Regions from separate parts of the Sus scrofa genome. Here region 2 is linked to region 1. The links are chromatin contacts, called in public HiChIP or PLAC-seq maps. All regions are on one chromosome and are shown on one strand. The core of a region is the stretch at or near the end of the contact, and the rest is flanking DNA. Distances in the headings are between cores, read along the strand shown. Region 1 holds the start of CALR (calreticulin). Region 2 holds the start of ASNA1 (ATPase ASNA1).

The links. HiChIP or PLAC-seq counts read pairs in DNA pulled down with a chosen protein or histone mark.
Region 2: an H3K27ac HiChIP or PLAC-seq map of alveolar macrophages shows a contact between it and region 1. The contact joins the promoter of ASNA1 here to the promoter of CALR in region 1. A contact is called at or near these places in 2 of 5 promoter capture datasets (fetal liver and liver), 5 of 47 Hi-C or Micro-C datasets (epiblast stem cells, heart right ventricle, liver and 1 more) and 2 of 2 datasets of contacts at active chromatin or transcription factors (alveolar macrophages and skeletal muscle).

Annotation. Positions count from the first base shown.
Region 1 is chr2:66,099,599-66,103,878 of Sscrofa11.1, reverse strand. CALR (calreticulin) reads left to right here and starts at 1,805. Exons shown (of 9, transcript NM_001174133.1): 1 at 1,805-1,958; 2 at 2,325-2,426; 3 at 2,611-2,814; 4 at 3,242-3,336; 5 at 3,426-3,635; 6 at 3,719-3,832; 7 at 3,916-4,059. The coding sequence starts at 1,868.
Region 2 is chr2:66,259,366-66,263,645 of Sscrofa11.1, reverse strand. It overlaps ASNA1 (ATPase ASNA1), which reads left to right and starts at 2,511. Exons shown (of 7, transcript XM_003123324.4): 1 at 2,511-2,861; 2 at 3,700-3,847. The coding sequence starts at 2,701. C2H19orf43 reads right to left here and starts at 1,260. Exons shown (of 3, transcript XM_003123323.4): 1 at 843-1,260. The coding sequence starts at 1,193.

The sequences.
Region 1 (4,280 bases), core at 556-3,055:
CAGCCACCCCAGATCCCAGCTGCATCTGTGAACTTCACTGCCGCTTGAGGCAATGCCAGATCCTTAACCAACTGAGCAAGGCCAGGGAATGAACCTGCATCTTCACAGACAGTGCATCGGGTTCTTAACCCACTGGGCTACAATGGGAACTCTCTCAAAATCTCCTTCTAACTTCAAAATGCTTTACCCATTTTTGTTTAATTCTAGCAAGAACCCTTCTTTCCTTCCTTCTGTCACACATAAAGTAGGTTTTAAGTTTGTTCTGTGACAGGTGCTGCAGAACACCTGCAGGGGGATTGTGAGGTTAACAGGTACAGTGTCTACCTTCTGGCAGGAAGCACCAAGACCACATGTCCATGACACATGTGAAAGGGAGGGAAAGCAAGTCACTGGAAGTTCCTTTGGGGTCCTGGGGGGGATGGGGCAGGAGGGGTGCAGGTTGGGCACCCCTACTGGATACTGCCTTGGGGAAGGGGCAGAACCACAACTTCTCCAAGATCCCTCATTCCTCCCTTTTCTGAGTTCCCACCACTAGAGGGGAAGCACCCCTACCTACCCTCCTTCCAAAGTTCCCTCCCACTTCCCAGGTCCAGAGCCTATTTGCTCATAGTTTGGGAAACCCCCAGCTCTCCTTCCTCCTTCCTGTAGCCTAGGGGCAGGGAGCTGGTGTCAGTCACTGTCATGCGCCTCTGGCTTCAGAAGAAGGCTCCAGATTTAGGGGTCCTGCCCACCTCTCTTGGACCTTATCTTCCCCACCATCTGTCCCTTTTACTCCCTCCCCAACTGAACCCCCTGCCCCCTCCTCTTTAGCCGTTTAATTGCAAAAGCGAGCCGTTTGTGGGAGACCACAAGACAGTGACCCCTTTCAGTCTACCGGCTGAGGAAAGGGTGGAGGGTATATATTGGAGAGGCTCCAATAAAGGGAACAACCCTACGGAGCCACAGCCTGTAGTCACATCTTCAAGCCATCTGGGCTTCCTTCCTTTTGTCCCAGGACGTCCCTAAGATCTTTGAAAGCACTTCTGCCAGGCAGCAGCTGGCCAGCGTCGCTCCTCTTGGCCTTTCAGGAGCTCCTGTGACTTCAGAGAGGCTAGGTGACTTGACCCATTTCACACAGCAGCAGTCTTGACAAAGCGGCCAGGACACTAGGAGCCACATGGAGGAGAGAGCCCGCACTATCCCCGCAAGGCTGCATGGCTCTGGCGCTAGGGTGAAATGAAGCCCCAGGGCCCGGTGACCTCTGCCTCATCCTGGGCAGGGCGGGGTGACTGGAGAGAAAGAAAGAGGAAGAGAAAAAGAGAGGGTTGAATTAGAGAGGCTCCCCAAATTCGCAACAGAAAAAGGCTAGGAAAACCTTGCCCACCCAGCCCCATAGAGGGGATGAGCAGAGGCGAGGCTGGAACAGGGTCATAGCTCAGCGCAGTGGCACCTGCACTCGCGCGCGTTCTTTAAACGCCCAGCTGTGAAGACAGGCTCGCGGGCTAGGGCGGGGTTGGGCCGAGGTCTGGTCACATGACCTAGCCTGAGGGGCTGGAGGCCCCCACTCCACCGGTGGGCGTCCCCCACAACGCGTGGTCGACCTTCATTGGCCAGTGGTGCGGCCAATAGAAATCGGCCATCTGGGAACCCAGCGTGCCGAGGCACAGCCGAACATGCTGAGCCGACAAAGATCCAATGGAAAGGCAGGATTATAGCCACAGACCAATGATACGGCGGGGGAGGAGGGTCAAAGAGGCAGGACCAGGTTGGTTTGAGAGCGGGCCCGGTATAAAGGCTCGCGGCCGGCGGTAGCGTCCGTCCGTACTGCAGAGCGGCTGCTGGAGGAGTGACTTAAGGGGCCCGCGCGCCGCCGCCCCCTCGGCCCGCCATGCTGCTCCCAGTCCCACTACTGCTCGGCCTTGTCGGCCTGGCCGCCGCTGAACCCACTATTTACTTCAAGGAGCAATTTCTGGACGGAGGTAAGCTTTAGTCCCGCCTCGAGGCCTCTCTAACGAGGCGGCTGGCCACCTAGCCCATATCTGCGTGTCTTCTGTAATTACTGCTCAGAGGGCCAACACGGTAGTCTTCAGGGACTAAAGCCGCAAGGCGATCCTTCCTTCTCCGTCCCTGAGGAGCGTGGAGGGCGCAGCGGCCTTCTGCGGCCGGAGTTAGGGCTCGCCCGAGGCTCTCTTAAGCCATTAGAGATGTCAAACTAGAGGCCGGGGTAGGGGAAGTCAGAGAGAAGAATAGCTCTTTATTTGACCCTAGCAGCTTGTGGGTCTTGGTAGATGTTTTTTGGGGGGTGATGAGCAAGGCCGCGCTGACCTGCTCCTCTGGTCCCCTAGACGGGTGGACTGATCGCTGGATTGAATCCAAACACAAACCGGATTTTGGCAGATTCGTTCTCAGTTCCGGCAAATTCTACGGTGACCAGGAGAAAGATAAAGGTAAGAACCTAGGGATGGGTTCTCAGATCCAGGAGGACTTCCTGGAGGAAGCTCCTAATCATCACACAGCTTGGGTACCCCTAGGAACAGAGCAGGGGGAGGAAGGGGCAGTCGTCTCTATTTCCCACATAAGGGTACTCCGGGGATTGGGCTGAGCCGTGACCTCACTATCGTCCCTTGCTAGGGCTACAGACAAGCCAGGATGCCCGGTTTTACGCTCTGTCGGCCAGATTTGAGCCCTTCAGCAACAAGGGTCAGACGCTGGTAGTGCAGTTCACGGTGAAACACGAACAGAACATCGACTGTGGGGGTGGATACGTGAAGCTGTTTCCAGATGGTTTGGACCAGACAGACATGCATGGAGACTCCGAATACAACATCATGTTTGGTGAGGGGGCCCCACCCTGATCCTGACCTCTGGTTAGTTAGACGGAGCCTGAAACCCCGTGTGTTCCTTATATATAGCCCATGAAAAGTAGTCTTGAGAGCACAGAAAACCCTTACATGCTTAAGTTTTTCTTTGGAAGGGAAGCTGAGGGAATAGTTACAGTTAACAACTTTCTGCTTTGTTTTTGGTTTAAGGCTGATAGTCTGTGTGATGTTTATGTAGCTATTTTCCAATTCTACAAGTTCTCTGAGCACTTAATTTCTCTCCTTTGACTCTTTATTCTTAGTCCCTTAGAGATAAAGTCTGAATTCTGTTTTGAGCTTTGCAGACCTGCGTTTAAGAACCAAGTTTTCTTTTTGAAAAGGGGTGGGGGCGGGGCTCAGTGGTGGGGAGCCTCTAACTCTAACCGGACCTACTTCTCACCAAGGCCCGGACATCTGTGGCCCTGGCACCAAGAAAGTTCATGTCATCTTCAACTACAAGGGCAAGAACGTGCTCATCAATAAGGATATCCGTTGCAAGGTGCATCTGGGGGTGGTAACAAATGGCTGTCAGGGGAGGCTCAGAGGCCAGCCTGGTGGGTGGGGCCGCTCATCTCCTACTCTCTTCAGGATGATGAATTCACACACCTGTACACACTGATTGTGCGGCCCGATAATACTTATGAGGTGAAGATTGACAACAGTCAGGTGGAGTCAGGCTCCTTGGAGGACGATTGGGACTTCTTGCCGCCTAAGAAGATAAAGGATCCTGATGCTGTGAAGCCTGAAGACTGGGACGAGCGAGCCAAAATTGATGACCCTACAGACTCCAAACCTGAGGTTGGTGCTTGGGTGGGGCTTCCCTCAAGGTGAAGAGTGTGGAGGACAAGTGCGACGCTTCTGATCTCCCTGTGTGCCTTCAGGACTGGGACAAGCCTGAACACATTCCTGACCCTGATGCTAAGAAGCCCGAAGACTGGGATGAAGAGATGGATGGAGAGTGGGAACCGCCAGTGATACAGAACCCAGAGTACAAGGTGAGCCTGGGACTCTGAGCAGGGCAGTGCACCATGGGGAATGCACTGATCTCTGCCCACCCACCAGTTCCCTTCTTCTGCAGGGTGAGTGGAAGCCCAGGCAGATTGACAACCCCGATTACAAGGGCACTTGGATCCACCCAGAAATAGACAACCCTGAGTACTCCCCTGATAGCAACATCTATGCCTATGAAAACTTTGCTGTGCTGGGCCTGGATCTCTGGCAGGTGAGACTGGGAGGGAAGAGGAGGATCCCTAGGGGACACCAAGTGCTGAGGGTCAACCCATGAGTAAAGGGAGGCCTGGCTGCAAAGTAGTGCTTTTGGAGGGGAAATTTTTGGTCTGTCTTTTTTTCCAGCACCTGCTTTAATGTACTTATATGCCTGGTATTTTTAAATATTTCTAGGGGAACCAACTCATTTAACTTACCCCAACAACCTAGAAGGTG
Region 2 (4,280 bases), core at 1,262-3,761, 160 kb before region 1:
ATCAATAGAGGTGCCATTTCTTTAGTCTAGAGCTTCTCAATCTCATCTAATGACATCCTGAACTGGATCATCTTTGTTGAGGTGGAAGGAGGGAAAGGTTGTTCTGCGCACTGTAGCATGTTGAGCAGCATCATGCCTGTCCTCTACTTATGTTAGTATCACTCCCTCCCCCAGTTCTGACAACCAAAAATGTCTCCAGACTGCCAAATGTGGGGATGGGGTGGGGGGAATTGCCCCCAATTGAGAACCACTGGTTTAGCTCTTCCTATAAGACAGAACCAGTGCTAATCACACCAGAAGATGGGATGATGTCCATTTTTGCAAGCAGGGAAAATGAGATTAAGCCAGTTCTGACGCTCCAGGAAAGCAGCGATAACCTGTAGTGTTCAACAAGGCCTATCCATCACCTAGCACGGTGCCCAGCACAAGGTAAGGTGCTCAATAGACAGTGGAGGAATGAGACTCGGGAAAGACACGAAAATCTCCTAGGGTCACACAGTAAGTAGTCTGAGTCTCTCATCCACACAATTCAGACTCCAGACTTGACTATATCCCCCACTCCCATAGTGGGAGATGGTCCCAGTATCCAAAGTTCGGGTACCACTCAAACAGTGGTATTCAGGTTTCCCCATCCCCGGAGCGCTGTTTCCAATGGAATTTCTCCCAGTTCTTGCGGGCAGGCTCCAGGGGTCCCCACCTCCGCCCCCAGGCCTCTCTCGTCCAGGTTCCGAATCCCCAGCACTTTATCCAGAGAGTAGGGTGGACCCGATACCCTTTCTCGGGCCCAATTCCCCCGACCGAGGAAGGCCCTGGCGCCCGCCCCCACCCCCGCGGCTCCTTACGAAGCTGAGCGTGGGGCCCGGGCCGCCCTTCCTCTTCGGATCCCCGGGACCCGCGGCGGCGGCGGTGGCCGGCTGGTCGGGTCGCTGCGGGCCCGGGGGCGGCTCCTCCTGCCGCTGCCGCTGCTCCTCCTCCATCTTCCGCTTGAACAGCTCCAGGAAGCTGCCGTCGTTGGCGAACAAGTTCACGCCGCCCGTCACAGGGCTCGAACTAGCGCCCGACACTTCATCATCCCCGCTCTCGGGCGACGTCCCGGGCCCCGACTCAGCCCATCGGCTCCCGCCGCCGCCACCGCCCGCGGGGCCCGGCGCCTCCCGGCCCGGAGGCTCCGCCCGTCTCCCTCGGGCAGCCATTTTGTCGCCAGGTGCCGCGCAAAGGACTCCGGGAAGGCCGCTCCGACCCCGCGCTTGGCGCCCGACTTGCCTCGTCCCGAGCAATGCATGCTGGGAAGACCCGTCTAGTCCTCTAGCGTCCGCAGTGGGGGCGGGGCACGCGGGGCGGGGCGAAAGAGGAGTAAAGCTTGAAGCCGCGCACCAGCAGACAGATACATCGCCCTGCCTAGCGGATTATAGTAACCCAACTAAACTTCCGCGAGCGTTACGCAGACATGGTCTCCCCCGAAATAAGGCTATCGTCTAAGCCTACGGCGATAGCTGGCTCTCGGAGTGAGGTTCCCGCCTGGGACTTGGGGGCATATTCGCTTTTCTGGCACCAGAGAAAATCTCAACGTGGGGAAGGACTTCATCTGAGGCTGTGTGTTCAGCTGAATCTTCGGAACCTGGGTCCCTAACTAGATCTCGGGGGTACATCTAGTCTGGGCCCCCAGAATAGAAATGGAGGCGTCTCTGGGTTGGGTACCTGTCTTCTGAAATGGAGCTTTCATTTGGGAATAGAGACACCGCTTGCTCGAAGGAACTGGGGTCCTCATCTGAAAGTCAGGGTATTATTGTATGCGCTAGAGTACTTAGGTGAAGCCGCGGATATTTCTAGACTGCAGTCCCTATCTAAGGTAGAGTGTCCTCCAACGGCCTGGAACCGAGCATGTATTCCTGGGGCAGAGGTTCAAAAAGATAATTGGCTGAACTGCAGACTCCCCTCGAATAGGGAGCAAAGTGGAAGGAGGTTTTCGAGAACAGACCCCTTCTACGACAAAGAGCGAGGTTGCAAATGTTGGCCCTGCCCTGCGTGGGGCTCAGGGCTCAATGGACAAGGATCTGTGGCTTTCGCCCATAACTGGAGTTGTTCTGCCTCTAACCACTGGCACCCCGAGGACCTATCTCAAGATAGCTAATCGGTTCGTCTATGATTGGTTCGCGTCAGGAGCTCAATGGCTCCCAGCCAGTTGCCAGTTAGGTAACAGAAGAGACAGACCTGAGGCGGTGTTGGGACCAGATTTGGAAAATAGGGGGAAATGATCGACATGAAGTTGAGCCTATGGAGTCAGGTAGGAATGGACCTCGGATCAAACTTCTTGGAAAGGGCATGGACCGTGTGTTTGGCTGGTTGCTAAGGGGAGGTCGGCCGCTACAGGGACGTGAGAGTGATTGGTGAAAATAAGAAAAGATGAAGCCAATGGAAGGAGTGTGGCAAGACGTAGGGCCCAATCAGTGAAGGGGAGTGACCTGGAAGGTACCAATATGTTAATTAGGCAGGGGGAGTCTTTGAAAAAATATAGACAAGAGGTTGACAAGGTGAACCTTGGAAGGGGATAATATGGAAATATAGCTTCTATTATCACCTAAAAGTCAGATCATGAGAAAATTAATTCACGCTTCTAGCCGTGACGGGATATGATAGGAAATTTCCCCTGTAGGTGCTTTGCATAGTTCGCTCCGCTTGATCACGTGAGCCGGGTCCAAGATGGCGGCAGGGGTGGCCGGGTGGGGGGTTGAGGCAGAGGAGTTCGAGGATGCCCCTGATGTGGAGCCGCTGGAGCCCACGCTTAGCAACATCATCGAGCAGCGTAGCCTTAAGTGGATCTTCGTTGGGGGCAAGGGTGGCGTTGGCAAGACCACCTGCAGGTAAGGAGGCTGCGGCGGGGGCCGAGAAAACGGGTGGGATGTACCACCGGTTAAAGGGGAGGCTATGGGCCGGTCTTCCACAACCAACATGGCTAGAAGGCTGGCCCGGGGTCTTCAGGGTTGTACTCTCCGGAAATTACGTGGAGTAAGTGGAAGATACCTCCTGAATGTAGGTCCGCATCTTCTGAATCGTACAATCTGCTGGAGTTCAAGGGCTGAACCACATTTGATCCAGCGCACTGGGGGCCCGGAGCGCACTTAGATGTCTCAGTCAGCTGGACTGTACCAGATTGACCTCAGGGTAGGGCGAGGGGCACCAGGTGAACCCACTAGTCTGGTGAACCTTGCCATTATATGCCAACGTGGGAGTGGAGGTGGAAGGCTGGGAGAGGGCATATGATCAGGCTATCCCAGTCATCTGGGAGGAGGGAGAGGGGTCCCTCGGATAGAGTACCTGGGAAAAGTGAGTTGAACCATAGAGTTTAGCCGAAGACGCGAAGGATCCCTTAGCTTAGCGTTGTCGAAAGGGGCAGAGAGTCGAGCTATACTGGCTAGACAGCTGGACATGCCACTTTGCTAGTAAAGAAGTAAGCATCAGGCCAGACCGACATTCATTAGAACCTTGCTACTCTAACCAGCTAGAGGGGTCTGTGAGAGATGTCTGAGAAGGTCCCTCTACAAGGATTGAGGCTTGCTCCCACAGTTATCCATACTCTCCTCTCAAGGTCCTTGCTGATCCAGGTCCCCTGCTCCTGGGCCCCTTCATGTCCTCTTGCAGACCTAGGGAAAGCAGAGGCTGATTCTTCAATCCATACCTTTTGGCCTTTCCCTTGCCCAGCTGCAGCCTAGCAGTCCAGCTCTCCAAAGGGCGGGAGAGTGTTCTGATCATCTCTACAGACCCAGCCCACAACATCTCTGATGCATTTGACCAGAAGTTCTCCAAGGTGCCTACCAAGGTCAAAGGCTATGACAACCTCTTCGCCATGGTAAGTGTACCAGGATTCAGTCCTAACGCTCTGTCCCAACTCTGGCAAAGGCACCTTCAGGCTTTTCCCTTGTGAACAACATCCATCAGCAGTTACCATGTCCACCCATTCTCCATCCTCTGTCTCTCCACTTTCACCCCCTCAACATACCCATAGGGGAATGACTGAGGAATGCTTCTGGTGCAAAGGGAGACCAGAGTGACTGGAGCTTAATGAGTAAGGAGTCAGGAGAGAGACATCAGTGAGGGCTACATGGACCTTGTAGGCCCCTGGAAACAGGTCAGCTTTGATTCCAAGTTTAATGGGAAGCTCTTTGTTTTAAGCAGAGTAATGTCAATGCCAAATTAGTTTTTCAAAAAGTTCCTTGTAGGGAGTTCCCATTGCAGATTAAGAATCCAACTAGTATCCATGAAGATGTAAGTTTGATCCCTGG